Regions from separate parts of the Mus musculus genome. Here region 1 is linked to region 2. The links are chromatin contacts, called in public Hi-C maps. All regions are on one chromosome and are shown on one strand. Each heading gives the region's core, a stretch centred on a gene start, on an enhancer-like site or on the middle of the called end of the contact. The rest is flanking DNA. Distances are from core to core; before and after follow the strand shown. Region 1 has its middle 56 kb from the start of Tpbg. Region 2 holds the start of Tpbg (trophoblast glycoprotein).

The links. A called contact is a pair of places that touch in the nucleus more often than the background predicts.
Region 1: a Hi-C map of embryonic stem cells shows a contact between it and region 2, with 2.3 times the contacts expected there. The contact joins the enhancer-like site here to the promoter of Tpbg in region 2. A contact is called at or near these places in 4 of 484 Hi-C or Micro-C datasets (cortical neurons, embryonic stem cells and nephron progenitors), 3 of 115 datasets of contacts at active chromatin or transcription factors (all in embryonic stem cells) and 2 of 9 other capture datasets (adipose tissue and pancreatic islet).

Annotation. Positions count from the first base shown.
Region 1 is chr9:85,897,305-85,900,025 of GRCm38.p6, forward strand. No RefSeq gene overlaps it. Among named protein-coding and RNA genes, the nearest start is that of Tpbg, 56 kb to the left of the region's middle. Within about 2 kb of position 1,342, at least 4 of the 459 cell types and tissues checked have an H3K27ac peak or open chromatin away from gene starts, as enhancers often do. A contact at or near this core is called in embryonic stem cells, where this site is marked.
Region 2 is chr9:85,841,589-85,844,288 of GRCm38.p6, forward strand. Tpbg (trophoblast glycoprotein) reads left to right here and starts at 1,264. Exons shown (of 2, transcript NM_001164792.1): 1 at 1,264-1,367; 2 at 2,063-2,700. The coding sequence starts at 2,392. LOC115487186 (a long non-coding RNA gene) reads right to left here and starts at 2,092. Exons shown (of 2, transcript XR_003948199.1): 1 at 2,010-2,092; 2 at 1-1,627.

The sequences.
Region 1 (2,721 bases), core at 92-2,591, 56 kb after region 2:
AGTGCCTGGCTTCAGCTGAGCTCGCTGACATTCTCCATCCAGATTTGTGTAAACACAAAGCTGTATTTCATTTTCTTTCTGAGGTTTCACAATGAAGTTGAAAAGTACTGATTCATGATCATTACATTGTAGATGTGTGTGTATATACACACACATATATCATATACATATATATTTAAAAGGCCTGAATCAAAGGCTTTATATCGCCTTCTGTTCAGAACTTTCTGATAAGTATTTCTCTAACTTAAATGTATATGAGAATCCCTCTTTCTCTCTCTCTCTTTGTGTGTGTGTATATTGTATGTGTGTGTGTGTGTGTGTGTGTGCACATGCATGCTTAAATACAGATTGAAGAATAAGCAAAGTTATCTTTCATGGGGCATTAGTACAGTGCCTCCATTTTTAGGGCTAGTGACTAGGAGCAGCATCAGGGAACCTACTTGAATATCTCAAATGTCATATGTCTATAAATATGTTGCCTGTTATGTTTCATAGTTGTGTGACTTACTACGTGGCTGTTATTCCACACCTGTAACAAACAAACAAAGAAACAAAGAGAAAGATCAATCAATCAATCAATCAACCAATCAACCAAATGCCACCTGAAGGACTGGCCCCACTGCCATAATGCTGGGACTTGCTGCCTGGAAAGCCCTTGTCTCAAATATTAGGCATGAGTATAGAGACAACAGGTGGATTCCACATTTTCTCTTGACGGAGCCCATAGCTATTTCACAGCAAGCATGGGCTCCACTGTCACTGGTTCCCTCTTCTCAGGATACACACTAGTGAACCCTGAGTATTGTTTTTTTTTTTTCTTTGCAGAGATGGAGGTGAGTGATACTTCTCAGAATTGCATAGCTCCTCTCCTGGGGACAGGTCCTTTAGGCTCATTTTAATTCTTACTCTTTCTAAAAACCTGCTGCGAAAAGGGACCTGCTCACACTTGCAGTCTGACCAGAGGAATCAGGCTTAGGTTTAGCAGGACGGAAGCATTTTTATACCATCCATTAGTTTGCTTAGTCCTCTCATGTGGTTCCCTGAACTCTTTGGTAGGCCCAGGTACCTCCGGATTTGATCTTTGACAGCCTTGAGCTTCTGTTCAGCCCCAGAGGATGTGGTGTGGGTAATTCTTGTTGGGAGAACGCTCCTCAAGCCTGTTGCGCACTTCAGTACCCCACCTGCAGATTGTACTCAGAAGAGGAAAGCCATCCAAAGGCTTGCTAGTGACAAAGGGAAGCTTCTCACAAATGAAATGGAAAAAGGATCAACCATCGACTCCTGTTGCGAGTCAAACACAGTGGAAACCAAGTTGCCGTCAGTTCTAGCTTGACAGACCCTCCTTCTTAACAGACAAGAGCACCTCCAGCAATGATCAGGGAAGGTATGGAGGGAAAGTGACCCTGGACTCATTAAGAACAGTTCCCTGTAATTATGAAGATTTTACCTTCAGATGTTAAAATGGTTGCTCATTTTTCTTGGTCTCTAACATAGTTTGGCTCCAAATCCTAAAACAAAAATAGGAGATGCAATTTGAGGTTTTATGGTTGCAGATAAAAATCCCTCTGTACAGCAGCAGCGGTCGCCATCTTGGTCCGAGACCCGCCGAACTTAGGAAATTAGTCTGAACAGGTGAGAGGGTGCGCCAGAGAACCTGACAGCTTCTGGAACAGGCAGAAGCACAGAGGGGCTGAGGCAGCACCCTGTGTGGGCCGGGGACAGCCGGCCACCTTCCGGACCGGAGGACAGGTGCCCGCCCGGCTGGGGAGGCGACCTAAGCCACAGCAGCAGCGGTCGCCATCTTGGTCCGGGACCCGCCGAACTTAGGAAATTAGTCTGAACAGGTGAGAGGGTGCGCCAGAGAACCTGACAGCTTCTGGAACAGGCGGAAGCACAGAGGCGCTGAGGCAGCACCCTTTGTGGGCCGGGGACAGCCAGCCACCGTCCGGACTGGAGGACAGGTGCCCGCCCGGCTGGGGAGGCGGCCTAAGCCACAGCAGCAGCGGTCGCCATCTTGGTCCGAGACCCGCCGAACTTAGGAAATTAGTCTGAACAGGTGAGAGGGTGCGCCAGAGAACCTGACAGCTTCTGGAACAGGCAGAAGCACAGAGGCGCTGAGGCAGCACCCTGTGTGGGCCGGGGACAGCCGGCCACCTTCCGGACCGGAGGACAGGTGCCCACCCGGCTGGGGAGGCGGCCTAAGCCACAGCAGCAGCGGTCGCCATCTTGGTCCCGGGACTCCAAGGAACTTAGGAATTTAGTCTGCTTAGGTGAGAGTCTGTACCACCTGGGAACTGCCAAAGCAACACAGTGTCTGAGAAAGGTCCTGTTTTGGGCCTTCTTCTTCGGCCAGGAGGAGGTCCAAATACAAGATATCTGCGCACCTTCCCTGTAAGAGAGCTTGCCAGCAGAGAGTGCTCTGAGCACTGAAACTCAGAGGAGAGAATCTGTCTCCCAGGTCTGCTGATAGACGGTAACAGAATCACCAGAAGAACAATCTCTAAACAGAGTCAACTATAACTACTAACTCCAGAGATTACCAGATGGCGAAAGGTAAACGGAGGAATCTTACTAACAGGAACCAAGACCACTCACCATCACCAGAACCCAGCACACCCACTTCGCCCAGTCCAGGGAACCCCAACACACCTGAGAACCTAGACCTAGATTTAAAAGCATATCTCATGATGATGGTAGAGGACATCAAGAAGGACTTTAATA
Region 2 (2,700 bases), core at 14-2,513:
GTCTTTTTGCACAAATCTCTGCAGTCTCCAGGCTCTGCAGCTTTTTTTCCTGGGCCATTTTGGCTGGTGTTTCTGTGGACTATCTTTCCACAGAAAGAAACAGCCATAGACTCAGAATTGGACCGCCACAGTCATGATGCATGTTGTGGGGAACAATCCCCGGCTTCCTTAACTTGATACTTTTATTATACTGGGTCTTCTTTTTCCCAGCCTTATCTCTCCTATCGTTTCTCTCTCTAAAATGAAATAGTCTGTAATCACCCACACCTTTTAACTTGGGGAAAATTTGACTGAGGAAAAGCAGATAAGACTTTTTGAGAGAGCAATGAGAGGGCGTTCGGGACTCCAACTCTCTCCAGACTTAATGACATTGGTCCTATAAGCATTCCAGTCGTTTCCCTAATCCATCATCCGGCGCCTGCCAGCGCCCCCTGGGAGACAGACTTTGGGACAAACTTCTTTCCCAGGTCAGCCCGCCCACCTCCCGCCGCGAGCGCTCCCTGCGTAAGTGACTTGTGCTGACACAACGCACCGCATCTGGTGTAGGGAGCTTTCCGGGTGACTCACGTCTTTGCAATTTGCTTTTGTTTCTGGGGTGTTTTAGCTGCAATTTTCTTCCCTCTGGTTTTAATTTTGAGAGGAGGGGGGAAAAAACCACCCATAATGAATCAAGAATGAGTGTCCTTTCCAGTAACCCTCCCCCACTTTAAAGTTGACTGTCTTTACAAGTTTGATAACTACCCTAGACGTGCGGGGGCGGCACAGGTAGGAAGGCATTAACTAACTACCTCATAAACTGAAGTTGCCAGCCAAACCGAGCCACGAGAGAGGAGACTTTCTGAATCTCCCTCACAACCCAGGCGTTTGCCGCGGCGGATGTAACCTGTGCAGCTCCTTCTTCTACTGCTGCTTTGCTCACGCTTAAATCCCTCTCCTCACTGCCAGCGGTGCCAGAAGCAGCGTGAATTCCAAGAGGTCCACCAGCGGTTTTGTTTCTGTCCGAGGTAAATACGCTATGCAAAATACGGAACCACCAAAGGATGCCGGGGAGGGGGAACAGAAGGGGAATCCCTCACCTTCTCGGGATGCGTTGCTCATTTATCTCCGCCTAGGGGAGTCGCCCAGCCTAGGTTGCCCCTCGTATCCCTCCCTGAAGCCCCTACCTGGGGCAGCAGAGGTGGCCAGCGCGGCGGCGATCTCTCCTGCAGCCCTGGCCCTCCCCCGCCCCCCGGCTTGGTTTTTCCCAGCCGTGGAGGTTGGGCCAGGGGCTGGGGTTGAGAGGAGAGTCGGCGCCCGCAGCAGGAGCTGGGAAGGCGCGTGGACTCGGGTGGCCCTCGGAGTTGGCTTTGCAGGCGCGGGGTGCGGAGGTGAGCAGTGGGGACCGAGCGGCCAGGTTTGGAGCCTGGAGGCGGGACCAGGGTTCCTTTCTATACTAGGGCGTGAAGAGAGCCGGGGGGGGGGGGGTCCTGGCTGCCACACCGCCCACGGTCCCACGGCCGCTTTGTTGGCGGGTTCCCTCCGTTTTTCTGGAGATGTCTGGATCCTCTCGGGATCGGGGAGCTGGGTGGCCAGGAACTGGGGAGTCGAGAGTAGGCGACAGCTGTACGGCTCTGCTCCCCTTTTCACACTAATCCAAGGAGGTACCAAAAAAAAAAAAAAGCTCTTAAGAGTCCCGTAACCCGAAACTTCGCTCTCATCCCAAGGTGGGAGGGGGAGGAGCGGCGGGGGCGGGGACCCCGGAAGGCAGGTGGTCGGCCGGGGCGGTAGGAGCTGGGATCCGGAAAAAGGAGAAGTTTGCTCGCTGGACACCGCGGGGTCTGCGTGAAGTTCTAGGCGGGAGGAGGGCAATCCGGGCAGGAGCCAGGCGGGAGGTGGCCCGGGTCCTGATGGTGTGGGCCCGGAAGAGGTAGGCTTAGCGCCTGGGAGTGGGGACCGCGTCCCACTAGGGAGGAAGGACGCACACAGAAGCTTGGGCCGGGTTGCTAGTGTGGGGACTACTTGGTTCGTACTCGGGGAGCTGCGGCCGTCACTCCTCCTCACGCTTCTCTCCCGCTTGTCCCAGGTCGCTCATCCGATCCTGCCCTGAGAGAGGCGCCAACAAAGGAGTTGAGGAGGTGCCACCCACCCCAGCTGCGGCGGGAGGAGGAGCGCCAAGGCCCGTGTCCCGACCCGCCGTGCGTACTCACTGGAGGGAAGGGCGGGGTGCCGCTCCGGGAGGGGGACGCCCGGTGGCTCGGGGTTAGCCAAGTTCCAGCTTTTGGCGTCCCCTCCTCTGCTCCCACGCGAGGAAAGTTTGCCGTCGACGCTTGCGGCCGGCTCGCGCCCGCCGGGCCCAGGCGGTCGAGTCTTCGGAGCGGGCGCTGTCCCAGCTCCGGGGAACCGCGAGCCGCGATGCCTGGGGCGGGCTCCCGGGGCCCCTCCGCCGGGGACGGACGGCTGAGGTTGGCAAGGCTGGCGCTAGTGCTGCTGGGTTGGGTCTCCGCGTCGGCCCCCAGCTCTTCGGTACCCTCGTCTTCCACCTCCCCGGCAGCCTTCCTGGCCTCGGGGTCTGCGCAGCCTCCGCCAGCCGAGAGATGCCCCGCGGCGTGCGAGTGCTCCGAGGCGGCGCGCACGGTTAAGTGCGTGAACCGCAACCTGCTGGAGGTGCCGGCGGATCTACCGCCTTACGTGCGCAACCTTTTCCTTACCGGCAACCAGATG